2 separate regions of the Mus musculus genome follow, and region 1 is linked to region 2. The links are chromatin contacts, called in public HiChIP or PLAC-seq maps. All regions are on one chromosome and are shown on one strand. Each heading gives the region's core, a stretch centred on a gene start, on an enhancer-like site or on the middle of the called end of the contact. The rest is flanking DNA. Distances are from core to core; before and after follow the strand shown. Region 1 has its middle 13 kb from the start of Lhfpl4. Region 2 holds the start of Thumpd3 (THUMP domain containing 3).

The links. HiChIP or PLAC-seq counts read pairs in DNA pulled down with a chosen protein or histone mark.
Region 1: a contact with region 2 is called in an H3K4me3 HiChIP or PLAC-seq map of the 230-238 cell line, with 20 read pairs. The contact joins the enhancer-like site here to the promoter of Thumpd3 in region 2. A contact is called at or near these places in 4 of 115 datasets of contacts at active chromatin or transcription factors (the 230-238 cell line, the SCID.adh cell line and embryonic stem cells) and 3 of 9 other capture datasets (adipose tissue, liver and pancreatic islet).

What each region holds. Positions count from the first base shown.
Region 1 is chr6:113,206,522-113,211,118 of GRCm38.p6, forward strand. No RefSeq gene overlaps it. Among named protein-coding and RNA genes, the nearest start is that of Lhfpl4, 13 kb to the left of the region's middle. Within about 2 kb of position 3,075, at least 1 of the 459 cell types and tissues checked has an H3K27ac peak or open chromatin away from gene starts, as enhancers often do. A contact at or near this core is called in the 230-238 cell line, where this site is marked.
Region 2 is chr6:113,042,690-113,047,623 of GRCm38.p6, forward strand. It overlaps Thumpd3 (THUMP domain containing 3), which reads left to right and starts at 3,613. Exons shown (of 10, transcript NM_008188.3): 1 at 3,613-3,701; 2 at 4,726-4,934. The coding sequence starts at 4,758. It overlaps Gm43868 (predicted gene, 43868), which reads right to left and starts at 3,482. Exons shown (of 1, transcript NR_164179.1): 1 at 1,346-3,482.

The DNA.
Region 1 (4,597 bases), core at 1,825-4,324, 160 kb after region 2:
CTTCATTCTTTTCAAACAGAGATCTAGGTTTTCTAACAACTTTAAAGTAAGACTTTCCTTTCCCCAGAGGTTTTCACCTTGTTACAAGTCAGCTGACGTATTATGCCAGCCATGCCATGCAGACTGGTTATTTAAGGCTAAGAGGATCACAAGTTCAAGACCAGCCTGGGGAACTCAGCAAGATTTTTGTCTCAAGTCAGAAGGGAATGGAAAGTCAGGTGTTGGCACACGCCTTAAATCTCAGCACTCAGGAGGCAGAGGCAGGTGACTCTCTATGAGTTAAGGTCAGCTTGGTCTGCATAGTGAGTTTCAGGCCATCCAGGCTACATGGTGAGCCCCTGTCTCAAAAATGAGCAGAACATATAAAGGGATGGGCCTGTAACTTAGAATTAGAGCAATTGCTTAGCATATTGCTGTGTGACAAAATATTTCCTGGCGAGACTCAAGGCACACATGTGCTCACAGTGTGAGCCCACTACTGACCAAAGCACAGAGGCCACCAAAGTCCAGCCTGGTGAGCCAGTGAATCTTATTGTGGTTCCTTATAGGAATATGGGGGAGGGGTTACTAAATGGAGCAGAAATGACTAAAAAGCAGCTGCATCACCAAAGCCCACCCCAGCACCAGTGACAACTCAAAGCTGGGAAACAGGTAGCACATTGCTTGAAGAGTGTCCTTTTGGGGTGCCTCGTTGGTCCAAACCTCTTCCAGGCAGCTCAACTATTTTCTGCCCCTTTAGGCAGCTGTTAGGGTTCAGAGCTTTCATTGCAGTTCAGCTTGTCTGAATCGTATTGGCCTAAACGACAGCCTTCTTTGCAGCCCAGCTCCCTTCCATCTGAGAGGGACTCAGCTTTTATTCCTTATTCAGGCAGAGAGGGGCGTGGTGAACCTGTTCAGTTTCAGGGACTTCCTGAAGTTAGTTTGTGTTGTTTAGCTTCCAGCTCAAGGAGCTTCCTGCAAGGTGGAATGTTTTAACCCTAGGAGGGACATCTTACACATCACAGGTTGGAACACATTCTGGATCCCAACTTCAAGGCCTACTTGCTTTAGTTTCTGTGTCCATCCTATGCCAGAACCAAACTGTTTTGAGCTAAGAAACTTAAGACTTTAAATTGTCACATACATACTGATGTTCAATTGTATTTTGTTCATGTTTTAGGAAATTGGTTTTTGATGTCAATGTGCTTAACTTTGTCATCTTTCTTTCTTTCTTTCTTTCTTTCTTTCTTTCTTTCTTTCTTTCTTTCTTTTTTTTATAATGGATTAAAGCTTGCCATGGGTTTTCAAGACAGTCTGGGCTATAAAGCAAGAACCTGTCTCAAACAAAACAACAAGAAAATCAATGGGAACTCCCCACACATGGTCAAACACAGCTGCCATTCCAGCACTTGGGAAGAAGATGAGGAGTTGAAGGCCAGCCTCAGCTACATAGCAAATTTGAGGCCATCCTGGATTACATGAGACTCTGTCTCAAAAACAGAGATAATGGGAACCTGGCTTCCTTCTGTTTTGATTTCTATAGTAGATTGGTGTTGGTAAGCAAGACATGCCTGTATTTTATCTCTCCCCTTTATTGTTTACCCTTACATTTTAAAACATGCATCGTTAACAGGATAGCTAAAATAAACTAGGCTGCCTCTGCTCCACCTACACAGAAACAGAGTGGGGAATGTTTTAGCTCAGAACCATACTATGCCATTGTTATGGTCATTTGCATATTTTTGGTTGTGTTTCTATCTAAAGCCCTCTAAGCACAATATTTTAAAGTCAAGTTTATTAAGATTTAGGTACCTAAAACACGTTTTTCAGTATTGACAAAAACATGCAGTTGTATAACCACTACCATAGACACATGACATTTCCATTGCTCCCAGAATTCCCTGCTGCCCCTTCCATGTTGGATCTTCATCCCACTTTGAGCCCCAGGCAGCCATTTATTTGTTTTTCCCCCTTTGGTGTGTTTTATTATTATTATTATTACATTTATTTATTTATTTGTAGTACTGTGACAAGTGATCTGATGTTTGGATGAATCCATTCATTTTTCCATGTACCATTTGAGGTATATTTGGGCTATTCTCAGTTTGACAATAAAGCTATTGTGAATATCACCATAGGATTGACATAATATGAGGCCAGTCTGGGCTATATCATGAGTCTGAGGCCAACCTTGGCTACATAACAAGACCCTGTCTTAATCAATCTATCAATCAGTTGATATACAATTTTGTATCCCCACCAGAAACATAGAAAGTCTAGTTGCCCCACATCCTCACTGGTTCCTCTGTGTGTGTGTGTGTGTGTGTGTGTGTGTGTGTGTGTGTGTGTGTGTCTGTGTGTGTCTGTGTGTATACACCAGGTGAGGGGGGTGTATGGTTGATTCATTAGTTGGCTGGTTGGTTGCTTGGTTTCCAAAGGATTTTGAGACAAGTTTTCTTTTTCTTTTTTTTTTTTTTAAGATTTGTTTATTATTATATGTAAGTACACTGTAGCTGTCTTCAGAAACACCAGAAGAGGGCATCAGATCTCTTTATGGATGGTTGTGAGCCACCATGTGGTTGCTGGGATTTGAACTCAGGACCTTCGGAAGAACAGTTGGTGCTCTTAACCACTGAGCCATCTCTCCAGCCCATTGAGACAAGTTTTCATGTAGCCCAGAATAGTTTCGAGCATTCTACTTAGCAGAGGATGACCCTGATTCTCTAGCTCTACTTCCCCAAGGGCTTGAGTTACAGGCCACAATTTAGGGCGATTTTTTTTTCACTTTGGTTTTGAGTGAGTATTCCACTATGGTTTCCATTTAGAAATGAAATCTCTTTTGCTTTGTTTGTTTGTTTGTTTGTTTTGTTTATGAGAAAAAAATCTCACTGACTAGCCCGAAAGCTAACTATGTAAAAACAGGTTGACTTCAGAAGACCCAGCCACCTGTCTCTAAAACTCGGGTAGTAAAGCCACAGCCCCATGTCTGACCTAACTCCCCCTCTCCTTCCCTTCCCAGTCAAACCTCAGTGCCATTCCTTATGAGCTGTCTCCTTTGTTTATTGAGACAGTCTCTTTCCGGGGACCTGAGACTCACCAAGAAGTTTAGGCTGGCCAGCCAAGGAGCCCCAGGGTTCTGTCAGTGTCTGCCTCCCTCGTGCTGTGCACAACCTTATGGGTCTCTACCTCCCTAGCGCCGGTTTACACTACCTTACCTTGTTTTTGTTTTTTTGTTTTTTGTTTTTCCTTTTTCTTTTCTTTTAACTTTTGATTCTTTGTGAATCTCACATCATGCACCCCAATTTCACTCATCTCCCCATCCCTTTGTATCTGCCCTACACACTTGCAACCCCTCTCCCCCCAAATCTTGCTATGGAAGCTGTAATGTGTCGCAGTGTGTCCCACAGTACACCCTTTTGTCCACACATCTTTACTTGCATATGTTCGTTGGAATGAACTGTTGGTCTGGTTAAGGCCTCTGGCTTCTGTTACTCTATGAGTACTGGATCCTCACCAGGACTCCCCTCAGATATCCTGTTGTTGCCATATGTCATGGCTCTCCTGCAGCTTTGGATCTGCAGGACTGACTGCATGCCTGGTACTTAAACATGGATGCTGGGACTCTAACGCAGGGCTCTACTTTACCAACATGCCCTTATTGTGAAATGTTGGAAACTCTCCATTACATTACATAGTAAATATTGCTTCCCAATTGGTGACTCATCTTTTCAATCTTCTTTTTGTTGTTTTGTTTTAATTGACTATCACTACCACCACCACCACCACCACCACCACCACCACCACCACCATCACCACCACCACCACCACCACCACCACCACCATCACCACCACCATCACCACCACCACCACCACCACCACCACCACCACCACCATCACCACCACCACCACCACCATCACCACCACCACCACCACCATCATCATCATCATTGTCATCATCATCATCGGCTGAGTTGGCTGTAGTACATTCATAGAGGTCAGAGGTTAACTTGCAGTACGCAGTTCTTTCCTTCTATTGTGAAATCTGGAGGTCAAAATTCTGATCATCAGATTTATGTGGCAAGTACAAGCTGTCTCACTGGCCCCATGTCAGTTAAGCAGGGTCTCACAAAATAGCCCAGGCTTCCTTGAAGGTTGGGATCCTCCTGCCTCAGTCTCCTGAGTGCAGGGGACCACAGGCATGCGTAAACCACAAACACGCTATTGCTTAGCAGTGTCTTTTGAAAAAAAAACAAAAAACAAAAGTTTTTTTCTTTTGATGAATTCCCATTTGACATTTTTCTTTACCAATTACATCTTTTAAATATATGATATCTGTCAGTAATGGCAAGGAGCCTTGCCACAGACACTCTCAGGAACTGTTTTCTTTCTTAAAAAGTCTTCTATTCAGGCAACTCCAGACTCTTGACAATGCTGCCCAAAAGAATTTTAAGATGAGTCAGAGTGAAGCAGTCAGTGCACTCTTTAAAATAAGGGAGAATGAAAGCAGAGAGAGACAGACAGACAGACAGACAGACAGAGGAGAGACAGAGACAGACAGAGACACAGAGACAGATAGAGACAGAGAGACGCAGAAAGAGACAGAGACAAAGAGGCAGGG
Region 2 (4,934 bases), core at 2,363-4,862:
ATATATAAGGATCTCTCCCTTGCCCTCTACTGCTGTATACCCAGAGCCTAAAAAATATCTGACATATAATAAATGGTCAATATATTGTTGCTAAATTGACAGGCCCAACATACAACTGGTGGAACCTTATTAGACAGTATAAAGACACACATTTGATACACATGAGATGGCACTAAATGATATCCAGAGAATATCTCTTCAGTATTTTAATCCTTCAGTATGTTACAAAGATCTCTGTTAGTGCTGAGTTGTCTCTATGACCTGGCCACTTATCTCCACAATTAGGGAGTGAGGAGCTCTAGCTTCACAACCTATTGAAAGCCTTTTATAATCCTAAGATAAAAATGAATAAGCAAATGAATACATTTTTAGAAAAAATAAACATAAAAGCCTTTTACATAGACTAATATTTGATAATTGAATAATCTTATTTACATTGATTTTTTCACTATTTTGTGTGTGTACACATGCCCACACATGTCATAGCTCCATCAGCACTGGAGATCAGAGGACCACCTGTGGAAGTTGGTTCTCTCCCCATGCCATACAAGCCCAGATCATCAGGCTTGGTGGCTACGACCCCCACATGCTGAGCCACTTCACCAGCTACTGCCTCCCAACAATTCTAGGAGGGAAGGATGATTTTGCAGAAGAAGCTGTAAATGAATCTCCCATAAGATCCAAAGCTTCCTCCACCAAGATAAAATTCACATAAAACTTGCAGTCTTATTAAAGTGTATAATTCAGTGTCTCTTAGTACATTTACAGTGGTGTGTAACTTATCATCACTACCTAACTACAGAACTTTCACATCTTCTGAAACATTACCCATCACCCCAATTCCTTCTAACCCTAAGCAATCCTGTTTTCTGACTCTATATATTGACCTTTCCTAGACACTGAATATAGATGGAATTGTAACCTGTGGTTTTCTGTGTGTTTGTGTTCTCTCCCTCCCTCCCCCCCCCCCCCCCCCCGTCATTGGGGACTGGACCTATGGCCTCTCACATGGTAAGATTAAAAGGGCACTATCACTGAGCTATATCCCCAGCCTATATGTGGTCTTTTGCATCTGGCTTCTTTCAGTTAACATGGCATCCAAGTTTGACCGTGTTGTAGCATGTACCTGTACTTCAGTACTTTTTATGAGGTAGCTTATGGTAGAGTTCTTACCTAGCACATGTAAAACACTGGGTTTGCAATCAGGCACCACAAAATAAAAGTTTCAACAGAACTTTTTAAAGACTAAATATTAACCTGTTGTGCAAATACCACATGGATTTCAGGTTGTTTCTAGTTGGAGGCTATATGCAGTGTTTGTGAACAACTTGTTTGAATGTTTTCTCTTCTGAGTATAATATGCTTGCTGGTAGAATAGGTAATATGGTGGATCTATGTTACGCCTCTTTCAGAAAAGCTAAACTGAATTCTAACGTGGCTGTCACATTTTGCATCGACAGCAGCAAGATTTCATTGCTCCACATCCTTCCTATAAGAGATGATTTTTGCTTTTCAAACTTGCCATTTGAATAGTTATCATAAAGTTAGTGTTAGTGTACATTTCCCTAATGATTGGTGATAGTGACCATGTACTTCATGTACTTATATTGGTCTTTCATGTACCTTTTCCAAAAGCTCTGATGCAAGTCCTTTGTAAAGCAGGATAGAAAGGAGAAATTACAAGGACCTGAGAAGCAAAAGGAGCCGCTCTCTCAACAGCTGAGAATCACAGATTCCAAAACACTTAGCAACTGCTTGAGGCCTTTCTCCTTTCTCATCTCAGAACCTATAATTTTCTAGAACTCTCATCAGAAACTCCATTTAGTAAAGGGCATGTCCTAACCCCTTTGTACAACCCTAGTGGCTTCCGGTTTTATTAGAGTGTAATCCCATCCAAGGTACTTCTGAAACATCCTATAATCTCATTTATGAAAAATAAAGAAGGAATAAAGCTTTCTTTTCCATTTGAGATGTAATTTCAGAGCCACTAAGAGTTGTTATTCTGAATTTCTAGGCTTAAAATCTATGCTAACACTGTCTTTAATAAAGTTTGCTGTTTTGAGAGGGCTACACTTTCAGGTGCTTTTTTTGTTTTGTTTTTTTGTTTTTTGTTTAAGACAGCCTTGGCTGTCCTGGAACTCATTCTGTAGACCAGGCTGGCCTCAAACTCAGAGACTCAACTGCCCTTGCCTCCCAAGTGCGGGGATTAAAGATGGTAAGCCCCACCATCTGCCCCACCTCCCAAACATTTATTTATGGAGGTGAGGATCTCACGGTACACTTGTGGAAGTCAGGGGGCAACCCATGGAGTTTGTTCTCTCCTTCCACAGTGTGGGTCCTGGGGATAGAATGCAGATGGCCAGGCTTGATGGCAGACACCTTTTACATGCTGGGCCGTTTGTCAGACCCCTTTTTTATTTTTTACTAAACTACAACGCCGCTTTCTACGATACTGGCTGCTCCTAAACTCTTTGATGCATCCAAGGCAAGGATCCGGTTTTTACCTTTCTCATTGTCCGTGCTGACAAGGACAGTGTGGCTCCATGCCTCAGCTGCTGCTGCCACCACTGAAACTTTAAACAATTTTTATTATTTATTTATTTATTTATTGGTGAGGATGAGGGGAGAGGCAGAGAGAGAGATTGCAATGCAGTGTCATAATGCCCTTGGAGCCAGACTTGGCTGTCAGAGCCCCTGAAGTTACAGGTATTGAGAGCGGCCAGAGGTGGGTGGGTGCTGGGTACCAAATTTGAATTCTCTGGAAAAGCAAGCCTTAATCACTGAGCCATCTCTCCACCATCGCTCCCCCCCCCCCCCCAAAATCCGGCTGTCTCTTTCTGTTGAGTTCTAAGTTTCCTCTTTTAAAATGTTACATTTGGGGCTGGTGAGACGTCTTAGAGGGTAAAGGCTCTTGCTACCCATCCTGATTAGCTGAGCTGGATCACTGGAACCCACGTGGTGGAAGAGAAGCAACTTCTGCCAAGTTGTCCTCTGACCTCAGGTGTGGCACACAAGCTCCCTCCACACACACAGGAAATACATGTAACTAAAATATAGGAAATGTAACCTTTGGCATATATAGAGAAACATGATCTGAAAACCGCAGGCTAGGCTAGGGGCTATACTCTAGTTACAGCACAGCTTGCCGGTCCCTGCAGAATCCAAGCCGGGTATGGTGGCGCACACCTGTAGTCCTAGCATCCCGGAGGCAGAGACAGCGGATATCTGTGATTTCCAGGACAGAACGATCGACAAAACGAGCAGGCCAGTCAGGGCTACATAGTGAGACTCCAATCTCAAAAAGAAATTCCAAGTAAAGAGTGTTGTGCAAGACGGGAATGGGGGAGAAGAATCTCTTTAGCCTCGGTTTCTCTGGCTTTAAGACTGGAATCAAGTCCCAGTCTCACCCCAGTGCTCGACACTGAGGGCAGAGGAAGTAGAACAACCGAGCATCCGCTCGCTAGGAGAGCGCCCTCCGCAGTGGTTCCCTCCGGGCAGGTGACCGGCCTACCGGCCGTTCTTCCTCTTCCGGGTCAGAGTGCACCCAACTGCGCACAGCTCTCCGCGCACACTCCCCCGCCTACCCCGGAGCGTGGGAGCACCGTGCCCTCCGAGGCCTGACTTCCGTTTCCGGGCTGGCACCTCGGCTTCCGGCGGCGTGCTCGCGGTGCGGAGACCGGAAGGGTCTGTGCTTGCTGCCGGTAACTGGCCGCGGCTGGGAGTGGCCGGGTGGGTGGGACGCAGGGGAAGACGGCGGTGGCTTCGTATAGGTCGGTGCTGGGGCTGAGCGTCTGGACTCTCGCTGGGCTTCGCAGAGGGTGGGAGTGAGAGAGCCACTGCCCTTCGGTCCGAACAGCCCTTCTGCTCTCCACACTGTCCGTAGGAGTTGTGTTCACAGTGGCGAACGGTGACACGGTGGAACCGCGTTCACCTCTGTGGCCTGTTCTTGGTTGGCACAGCATTAGGGACAAGGAAGATGTTAGCTTAAGCCACGGCGCTTTTGAAAAGCTGGTGGGAGGTGTGGGCCCTCCATCACGGTAACACCACTCCAGCCCCTTCAACCTCCACAAACACTCCCACAGGACGTCTGTATTACTAGCTTCAGACATTTCCAAGGTGTCCCCAGCATGCGCGTCATTGGATCTCGGCGTCACCACATAGTAGGCTTTCAGATATTTGTAATTGTTTAGATAGTGGAAGTTGAGTTAATCTTTAATAAATTCACTGCCCACTTGTCTACATGGCGGAAAGTAGATACCTCACCCATACATTAAAAGTTTTGATCATTAGTCCAGAATTGTGTTGTTCTCGTTAAAATCTTCTGTCTTTGGGAAAGAGAGATATATTTAGTTTCCAGTTCGAAACTAGGCAGGAGTAACTTGCTTCCTGGACCCGCGAGTGTGGGAAGCAAGAATTTTTAACTCTGAACCACTACAGCCTCACATCCTGAAGTGCTAAGCTGAAAGAGCAACAGAGGAGCTTCTCTATTCATGTTAGCAAATGTAAGATGGTGCTTACCAACACAGATGAGCCTAAGCCAAGCACTGCATGCAGTGGAAACACTCTTGTCTTTTCTCCTGATGAGCCTGCATATTGCTTGTTTAGTCACGTTTCACTGCCTGTAATCCGTGCCCTTATTTATACTACAGTTTTAACTCGATAGGTACATTGAAATACAAAAAGAGATGGCATTGTTTCCCTTTTTCTTCCCTGTATTGCCTCTAGAGACTGTTGGTCCTTTTAGAAACATCTCCATCATGTCTTGTGACACTCAAGAAGCTACCAGAGAGTGCCTGGGTATGAACCTTGATGGCAACAAAGAGCCTGTGTCGCTGGTAGAAAGCGGCGTCAGAAGTGAGTCGGAGCATCTCCAAGTCACTATTGGAGCCACTGTACCCACTGGCTTTGAACAAACGGCTGCGGGGGAAGTGAGA